Regions from separate parts of the Mus musculus genome. Here region 2 is linked to region 1. A link is a contact called in public HiChIP or PLAC-seq data. All regions are on one chromosome and are shown on one strand. The core of a region is the stretch at or near the end of the contact, and the rest is flanking DNA. Distances in the headings are between cores, read along the strand shown.

What was found. HiChIP or PLAC-seq counts read pairs in DNA pulled down with a chosen protein or histone mark.
Region 2: an HNF4G HiChIP or PLAC-seq map of pancreatic cancer cells shows a contact between it and region 1. The contact joins two enhancer-like sites.

Annotation. Positions count from the first base shown.
Region 1 is chr6:17,050,330-17,055,192 of GRCm38.p6, reverse strand. No RefSeq gene overlaps it. Among named protein-coding and RNA genes, the nearest start is that of Tes, 12 kb to the left of the region's middle. Within about 2 kb of position 1,927, at least 43 of the 459 cell types and tissues checked have an H3K27ac peak or open chromatin away from gene starts, as enhancers often do. A contact at or near this core is called in pancreatic cancer cells, where this site is marked.
Region 2 is chr6:17,920,912-17,925,442 of GRCm38.p6, reverse strand. St7 (suppression of tumorigenicity 7) reads right to left here. Exons shown (of 16, transcript NM_001289624.1): 13 at 3,304-3,454. Among named protein-coding and RNA genes, the nearest start is that of Gm52894, 82 kb to the right of the region's middle. Within about 2 kb of position 1,827, at least 48 of the 459 cell types and tissues checked have an H3K27ac peak or open chromatin away from gene starts, as enhancers often do. A contact at or near this core is called in pancreatic cancer cells, where this site is marked.

The DNA.
Region 1 (4,863 bases), core at 678-3,177:
CGTCAACTTATGAGACGCCAGTAACATCATACCCTAGTTATGACAGCTAAATATGTCTTCAGATACTGCCAAATACTTCTGTGACGTAAAATCATTTCCTTTTGAGAAACATTGTTTTACAGGAGACCAAAATCTTGTCTCTACTTTTGTGTTACCAATTACCATCAAGCAGCAAATTCCAACAACCAAAAACATCTGTTTTGTTCACAGACCTTCAGTAAGTGGAAAGAATGGCTTGTCTGTATGCAGCATTAGCTGATGGCTCTATTGAGATCCTGCATAAGGACTCTGCTTGTCTGGCAAGGGTTGCCTGAATGTCTGTGACTCTCTAGTGAGGTCCCTAAGGGCTGCTGGGGTTTCTTCACATCTTGCTGGCTGGGTTTCAAAATGGACTTCAAGGTATACTTATGATCTGCTTCCCCCTCCCCATATTGCCTCATCTCTCATGCTTTATTGTTTGACATGATCATAAAGAACTGCCCACATTTAAAGGCAGAAGACTAAGTCCCCTGCCTCAGTTTGATGACTGTACAAGAGAGAAGACTGTGAGGAATGGGAGAGATGTGACCTTCTACCACCTCAACTGTAAACATAGAAGCTTGGCCTAGTCGGCCATCACTGGAAAGAGAGGCCCATTGGACTTGCAAACTTTTTATGCCCCAGTACAGGGGAACCCCAGGGCCAAAAAGGGGAAGTGGGTGGGTAGGGGAGTGGGGGGTGGGTATGGGGGACTTTTGGGATAGCATTGAAAATGTAAATGAGGAAAATACCTAATAAAAAATTAAAAAAAAAAAAAGAAGCTTCCATTCTTCCCGAATGTCCCGAATGTCAAATACAGTGACATTTATGTTCTAAGTTACTTACATTTCCACATCTCAAATTCTAAATATGTAGCATCTAAGTCAAGTCTCGGTATAGATGATCTTCTCCAGTGTGGCTAATTAGCTGTGGCTTTTGGAATATGATTATTCTTGATCTGATAGGCTCTAGACTAAAAGGGGAAATCATCTCTCTCTCTCCCTCTCTCTCTCTCTCTCTCTCTCTCTTTCTCTCTCTCTCTCTCTCACACACACACACAGACACACACACACAGACACACACACACACACACACACAGACACACACACACACACACACACGACACTATTCCATAATTTGCTTGGAAAAGTGTATGCAGCAATCACTGCTCTGCCACAATTCTGAAATCCAGCAAGCAATATGCTGCTTTCTTAATTAGCGCCTTTTCTGCATTTTAGATAGTGTTCTTCACGGTATTGGTTCAACCTACTGGGCATTTTTCTTTTAAATGGAAAAATTATATCATATATCTTGAACATGGTTTCACCTTCCCAAACTCCTCCCCAATACTCCCCTCTTTCCCCCACCCTGACCCCCCAACTCCAGAGCTTTTCTCTAAAACATAAAACAGGCAAAAAACAAAAAGCCACAAGAAAGGCACACATAAAATAAAACCCATAAAACCCAGCACCATAAATCACAATATACAAGCAAAAGACCAGTTTGACAAACAAAACAATACTAGTGTCCAGACAAAGGAATATGCCAAAAAAAAAAAAAAAACCTCTGCAAAAGTGGCACTGAGTTCACTTTGTGTTGGACATTCACTACTGGACATGGGTGTCCAGTGGAGATAACTAATCATTCCTTTGCAGGCAGTTGTCAACTGGAGATAGCTCCTTGGTTAGGGATGGGAACTGTTGTCTGCTTCCCGTGTCAGCACTGGGTCCAGTCTGCATTAACCCGTGTAGGCCCAGTGCAGGCTGCCTCAGTGTCTGTGAGCTCTGGTGTGCATCAGTCCTGCTGTGTCTGGAAGACACTGTTTGCTTGGTGCCGTCCATTCCCTCCGGCTCTTGCAATCTCTCCACCTCCTGTCTGAGTCATTCTTTTCTATCAAAAGTACTCCAATTCTCATTCCCTTATTTCCTGACCCCAGAAGTCAGGGGTTCAAAGTCCCCTGTGATCTCATAGTGACTCAGACCCTTTCAGTCCTTGCTGTTAGAATTACTTCAGAAACCTTGTGAACTTCCTGTGTGTTCCCATATAATTCTACTGTGTCCAAGTCACAGTCACAAGTCTTTTCTAGATGATTCTTTCCTAGCTGTGTGTCCAGCGTGAGGCTTTCGTGGACTAGCACATTTAGTACTCTTCGAAACCTTTTCTTTGCAACACAAATTCTCTGTGAAGCACACACAGTATCCTTGGGATACCTTCTCTCTGAGTTACATTGTGTCAATGTTGGGTTAGTCACTTCTATGTATGTATGTATGTATGTATGTATGTATGTATGTATTCTATATAAATACACTGTAGCTGTCTTTACACACACCAGAAGCGGGCATCAGATCCCATTACAGATGGTTGTGAGCCACCATGTGGTTGCTGGGATTTGAACTCAGAACCTCTGAAAGAGCTGCCAGTGCTCTTAACCACTGAGCCATCTCACCAGCCCGGTTTAGTCTCTTTTTAATGAAGGCCTTTAACTAACATCTTAAATTTATTTTGTTTTTCTCTGAAGTCATTGGGTTTTTTTGTTTGTTTGTTTGGTTGGTTGGTTGGTTTTGTTTTAATCTCATTAGTTTATTTACAATTTTATCTAGAGTTCTGGAGTTTAATGCAATCTTCAGATTGCACTTCTTAAACATTCTCCATTCTGCTAAAGGGATGAGCTGAGTATCCCCATCTGTCACAGGTCTGAAACCCAACAGTGGGGCTTGCCTTGTTTAATCCCAGCACTCAGGAGGCAGAGGCAGACTGATGTCACAGTTTGAGGCCAGCCTGATCTACATAGTGAGTTCTAGAGCACACAGGGCTACACAGGGAAAACCTGTCTGGAAGAAAACAAAACAACAACAACAACAAACAACTAAACAAAAGAAACAGAAAGCAGTACTCCACTTTAAGCAAGTCATTAACTTCTCTCTTTTCTCATTTCATCACAGGTGGTGAGAGTAAGCCGGGGGACACGTTATGTGGATCTATGGGATAGTCCCATTCCAGGTATATTGTTTACCATGTGTGTCACTGTAGACAACACCCACTGCACACTAAGTGCCACTGTCCTACAGTCTTTTACTTCCCAGATCCTTGAAATGTTCTCCAGACTTTAAACTCCCACTGTCCAGAAAAATCTTGAGATTTTTCTCTGCAGACACCTTTGTTCTAAAAATTGTTTAGACTTCCCTATAGCATTCTGGAGACACTCTGGGGTTCTGCTCAGTCCTGCCAGTTGCTGCTGTGTTGGTTTTCTTGGCAGGGTACTACTTCTAGTCCCCCTAAACGTAGTTGGCCTTCTAATGCAGTGGTTCTCAACATTCCTAGAGCTGTGACTCTTTAACACAGTTCCCCAGGTTGTCATGATTCCCAACCATAAAACAACTTTGTGGCTATTTCGTAAGTGAATTGTAATGTAAATATTGGCTATGCATGATATCTGATATAAAACACTCAAAGGAGTCAAGACTCACAGGTGGAGAACTGCTGGTCTAATTCTTTCTGACAAATTGCCCTCAGACCAGTGGTATAAAACAGCCATGTGAGAAAGCTTAGAAGTGTGTGGGCCAGGAATTAGGGCGGAGCACAATAGAAAGCAATGTTCTCAGACTCCTGGAGCTCCAGCTGGAGGACTTAGGGGCTAAGAATGGCTCAGTCATCTAGCTGCTGGCTAGAATAAGCGAGAGATGGCTTTACATATCTGCTTGATGATGGGTAGTGATCAGGACTATTGGCAAGAAACTATGACTATGGCCTCTATACCTGCTGTGATTTTGCGAACCCATTTGGACCTCCTCACAGTATGGTGTCTGATGATGGTTTAAGAGTACAAATTCTAGAGAGCAGGGTGGAAGTTTGTGGAAGGTTGTTTGCCACAGGTTAATGTACAGTCTTTGGGTATTTAAACCCTGTATATCTCAAACAAAACATAACCTCTTGACTGGCTTCTGGAAGGCCTCTAAACCCTCAGGATACTCTCGCTTTCAAGAGCTCTATGCCATACCAGAGTGTATACTGATAGTGTGAAAATAAGATATCTTGGCATCTTGAGTGGAGGAGGAGCTGAGTAAGACTGTCATAGAGGCTTTCATTCTATGGCTTTATGAATGGGAATCCTGGCCAGCCATGCTCACGGGGGCTTTTCTGATCAGCAACATATTATCAGATTGCCGCACATTGTGATTGAGAGAATTGAATGCTGTGTGCATAGCTCTATCGGGGCCGACAGTGGGATGCTCATGCCTGCTCTCTCCTTGATCCCAGTATGGACTTCCTTTGCTGTTTTTAACCCATGCCCTTCAATATAAAAACCATAATCAGGACTGTAAAAGCATTTCTGAGTGTTGTTGCTCCAACTACTGAATCATCCTTTGGCTCTTGTGGATTTCATGGGAATCTCATTCATTGGGAATCTTTGGTTCCATGGCATCGTGAGTTTTAGATGAATGGCTTGAAACCTAATAGAGAAAGGCCACTCATTCACTGGTTGAGAAAGAATTGTCTGTGGGTGTGTGATAGTTATTGTGGGTTCTTTCTACCTGAGATGGTTTAAACATTCTGATATCATGGTGCCTCAGTTCTAAGACATTCTACCTTCCAAGAAAGCAAGGTAGAAGGACAGACCATTTTCTGAACAGGCTTCTTAAAGCACCACTTAGAATCAAAGGGAGAATAGACCACAGTATGCAATTGGAGAAGCATCCATATCATAAGGTAAAAGAAATGCAAGATGGGAGAGATTCTGGTAGCTATTTTATTCTACTTTTGTTAAGTAGAATGTTTGTACTATTAGACTCAGATTCATAGGAGCACATTTGTGATCTTAATCTACCTTCACTTTAAATACTTTCA
Region 2 (4,531 bases), core at 578-3,077, 870 kb before region 1:
GTCAAGCAGCTGGGGAGAGCACGCCATCATGAAGAGCTGCCTCAACAGCTTGGAGGTCACCAACATGTGACATTCTCCTTCATTACGGCTTTACAGTTTCCAAGGTTAGGTAAATGGACACCACTCTCAGCAGCTGAGGCAGAATTCTAATCCAAGTCCTCTGATGTAAAACACAGCTGTGGGGCTGGAGAGCCGTCCCCGAAGTTAAAAGAGTAAACTCCTCTTCCAGAGGGCCTGAGTTAGTTCTCAGCACCCACACTGGGCAGCTTGTTGGCACAAAGCCCTCAGTACTCTAGATCTAGGGGATCCAATCAATTCCTCTGGTCTCTGTGCAGCTGCACTCATGGGCATTACCCGTCCCTCCCAGCCCCATACACGTACTTTTAAAAGAGTAAAAAGAAATCTTTTAAACACAGAACTGAATCTCTAATTTAAATGTAAAAAAAAAAAAAAAAAATCACAGATCTAGAAGAAAGGCCAAAAGATTTCAAACAAATGCTTGAGGCTGGAGTGGTAATACTTTCTTCTAAATTGCAGGGAAGCCTTAAGGCTTTTTCTTTAAAAAAGAAAGAAAGAAAGAAAGAAAGAAAGAGAGAAAGAAAGAAAGAAAAGAAGAGAAAAAAAAGGAAAAGAAAAGAAAGGCTGAAAACATGTATCATGAGAATTTTTTTCTAGATATGTGTATGTGAATGCATAAGCATACACACATAAATTCGTATACATCTTTGCTTATTGAAACCACACATGAAAATTGTGCAAAACGTGACGAGTACCAATGTCAAGAACACAATGGAAGCTGCTCGCCGCTCAGCACAGCAGCTGAGGTTAGGTACGTTCACTTCCGTTTCTTTCCCTTTTTATACACATGTACTGTCTATTTTCTTATTATTATTGAAATGTTTAAAGCAATGTTAGAGAAATAGCATGTTTTAATTTTAACCAGGATGAGTCACTTTCTAAACTATTGAAGTACTAAGTGTAAGACAGCATATTCTAGCTTATATGTGGTGATGTAAATCTAAATTTTTACCTTCCAAGCAAATGCTTCAAAGACAACTTGTCTCTTCCCTTCCATGCACTCACTGCAGAGGAGAAATGTGGGCTTGCTCCGCCTCCTGACTGTCTGAACCAAACAGCCACTCACCGCACTGAGTAGCCGCTCACCGCACTGGAGCCCAGAGTCAGCAACGGCTTTCTGCCTAAGCTAGAACATTATCCCTGCTGCAAGCGAAAAGACACAAACGCAAGACCCGTGGACAACACCTGGGCGTGAAAACATGCCTGGAGGTTCCTGGTGCTCAGCTCTCCTCCTGCATCTAGCACACAGGAAGCACACTCGTGCACATCTGCTCTCCAGTTGCTCAGCATGGCTGTCTCTGGAGAATGAATGGCACTGGACCAGATTTGGGCTGGGGTCACAGCTATCTGCTTTTTACAGGAAATGTTTGTCTGTAAATATCAAATTCCCAGCTGACATTTTCTATAGGGATCTGGTTTCCTTACCTTACTATTTTATGTATAAAAATTCACCCACTTAATCTTAATAATGCCTTCTATCCATGCATCTTAAGGTAATTCCCTGGTACTCCTACCCTGCTCAGTTTGGCAGTTCAGCGTGTAGTTGTCTGGTTCTCTCTGTCTCATGACCCTTCCCAGTTGTTTCAGAGAAACTCCATGCTGCTCCCTGATTACTGTCTTCCCGGTGTTTCCAATCATTCTCCCAAACAAATGTTTTCACTCTTCGTGGTCACTGCTAAGACCATGTATTTATCACCCTGAGCTTTGTGCAGTTGTGGATCCTTTCCAGGAGGTCCAACTGGTGAGTTGCTACTCGTGTTCCAAGGATGCCAACCTATTGGTATGGCTCTAAGCCAATTCCTCTGTTTAGCTTTCCACACTGGATGTGATGACTCATATTGGATGAGCTCTTAGGAATCTTTCTCATGTTGAATTAACATTTCCTTTTGTCCTTTTAACAACCAGCATTACAAGCCATGATCAGCACAAGTTGTAGGAGACTGTGTACAAGCACATAGTTTCTTGAGGGAGTCTACTGACCTCAACACATGGCTATATTGCATTTACCAAGCAGAGGGAGAAGCATTGTCAAGTCCATATCTTTCAAGTTGTAAGCAGAAAATTATACAAAGAAAGCTTGTTAATTATCTGAGAAAAAAATTTCCAAGAAGTAATAAAAAATTTCCAACCGCTTTTGAAAGCATCTCTGTCAATTTACTTTCAGCCCACATCACTTCCTGAACCAAGCTACACTCTTCCTGAGCCATGAACGGCAGAAACAAGAAGAAACCGAAGCTTATCAAAGTGAAAATGGAAGCAGAAAAGATAGAGAAAAAAGGGGATTAAAAAAACTTGTTTGTGAGCCTGATTAAAATTAGGATACAACAGGAAAAAACTGACACTCTAATATTATTTGGTTAAATGCCAGCTGCTATGCTTGCTTTGCTTAATTGGGGATTAGCAGTGCTTCACTGTCCATGTTGTCCAATAACATAGGACTGCTGCTTCTTCCTTAATTCACAGTCTCCCAACAGCCCAACAACTTGCCATTTCTTGACATATTCTGCTTGCTTCTCTATCACCCTGGTTCTCGGGGCTTGCTCACTTGTTGCCAGACTTTGCCCTTGGTGTTCTAACCCACAAACCTCTACCTTCTGAAAACATCACCAGACAGCTGACACAGGCATCCCTTTCCTCCTGCCCACAGAGAACAAGGAGGAGAAGGTGGAGACATGCATGTCACCTGCCCTTAGAGCCTGTTTCCCTACACAGAATGACAGCAACTGTAGACAACATGACAGGGCCATCTAACAGACATTTATTATTCACAGGGGTGCCCCACCTCCCAGAAGCCACTCCCATAGTGGACACTGCTGCTTTTTGAAACATATCTAGGGTGCTTTTGTGGATGCTCAATTTCATTTCAGTGCAATAACTGTGTCTCTTATCCAACTCTACAGCTGAGGCTATACAAAACAGTAAGCAGGGTCCAGCACAAGACTTCATTGTGACAATGATGTCAAGGGGCTGGGCAGATCTCCAGAGAGGGTTTGCTGGGTGGTAAAGCATTTATCTAGCAGACTCAGATCAGTTATCTCTTGTATGGAGGTATGCTTCTAATCTTGATGTGGCACCACAAGAGCAACACCCCTATCTCTGGGGATCCGGAGCATCAAACAAAAAACAGACTTGCCAATTCTCATTGTTCATCATGAACTGTTGAGGCATAAACAGTTCTAGCACTCCATGTTCTTAAAGATTGTTCAAAGAAAAAAAATTACTTACTGCCTTCCCACGTACAATGCAAGAGATTCAAAGCCCCTTCCACCCTCTTCCAGTGTGCAAGATGAAAGAATGCATATGCTATCGCTTCACTGTCTCCTCTCTTCAGGATGTGTTCTGGTGGGAGGATTAAGCTTTTCATTTCTAGTAGATACTGAAATTAAAACAGCAGGAGACAGATGTGTTACTATACAGTGATTATGAATTCAACACTGAAATAGGCTGGCTTCCCTAAAACCACCATTCACAAACATTCATCAAACCTCCAACCTCATGGCTACATTTGAAGGCTATTGATAGCCCCAGCAATATTCAGAGTTGGTGGACAGCTGATTAGCTTTGTATTTGTTTCCTTCCATGAAGACTTGTAGGCTGAAATACTCTAATCAAAAAAAATTAATATAGGCTCAAGCAGGTAAAGGAAAAATGTAGAGGAGACAATGATTTTATATAATTTTATAACCACAATGAAAATACACGAAGCAGACATATGAAGTCAAGCAGTTATGTGAACCACCTGCATTAAAGAGATTTGGCATTGGGAACACTAACCATGTATCTTTTTTTCTATACAGGTATATAAAAAAGGACATTGTTTTGTGAAAGAACTATTGGTATGTGGGAACAATAGTAAGTAATGCTATCAATAGAAAGTAATGCTATCAATCCAACTAGCACTATAGTTATAATCAAAACATAATTAAATTACCTATAAGATAAATATAAAGGGCATACTTTATACTCAGATACAGCTGGCTATCCCTTCATGATTCTGTTATTTTAATAGATTCCACTATAAGTTACATAATGCTAGTAATAGTCTTATAAGCCCCCAAGACTATCAATCATCCTCAAACATCTAGAACTCATATCGTGCTATGGACAACACTAGTTACACAGTTTCAGAGTAAGAAAGCACAGGGAGACCGTTTTGCTACCATCAGTAATCTTGAGCAAAACTAATGAGGAACAAATCTTATCTAATGAGAATAAGATCTTGATCTGAGATTTTAGTAATCATTCACAACTATACTGCCAACTAGTCAAAAATGAGGAAGATGCTATATGAATCTTGAAACTAAATATGATAAGTTGGTTTAGTCAACTGAGGTAGAGTGGAACATTTCACGGTGGCATGGAATCAGATGGGGGCCGAGGGAAAGTGTAATCTACTTTTCTTCTTACTTCTAGCACTAGGAAAATCTCTTAAAACTGCTTCATTACACATTTT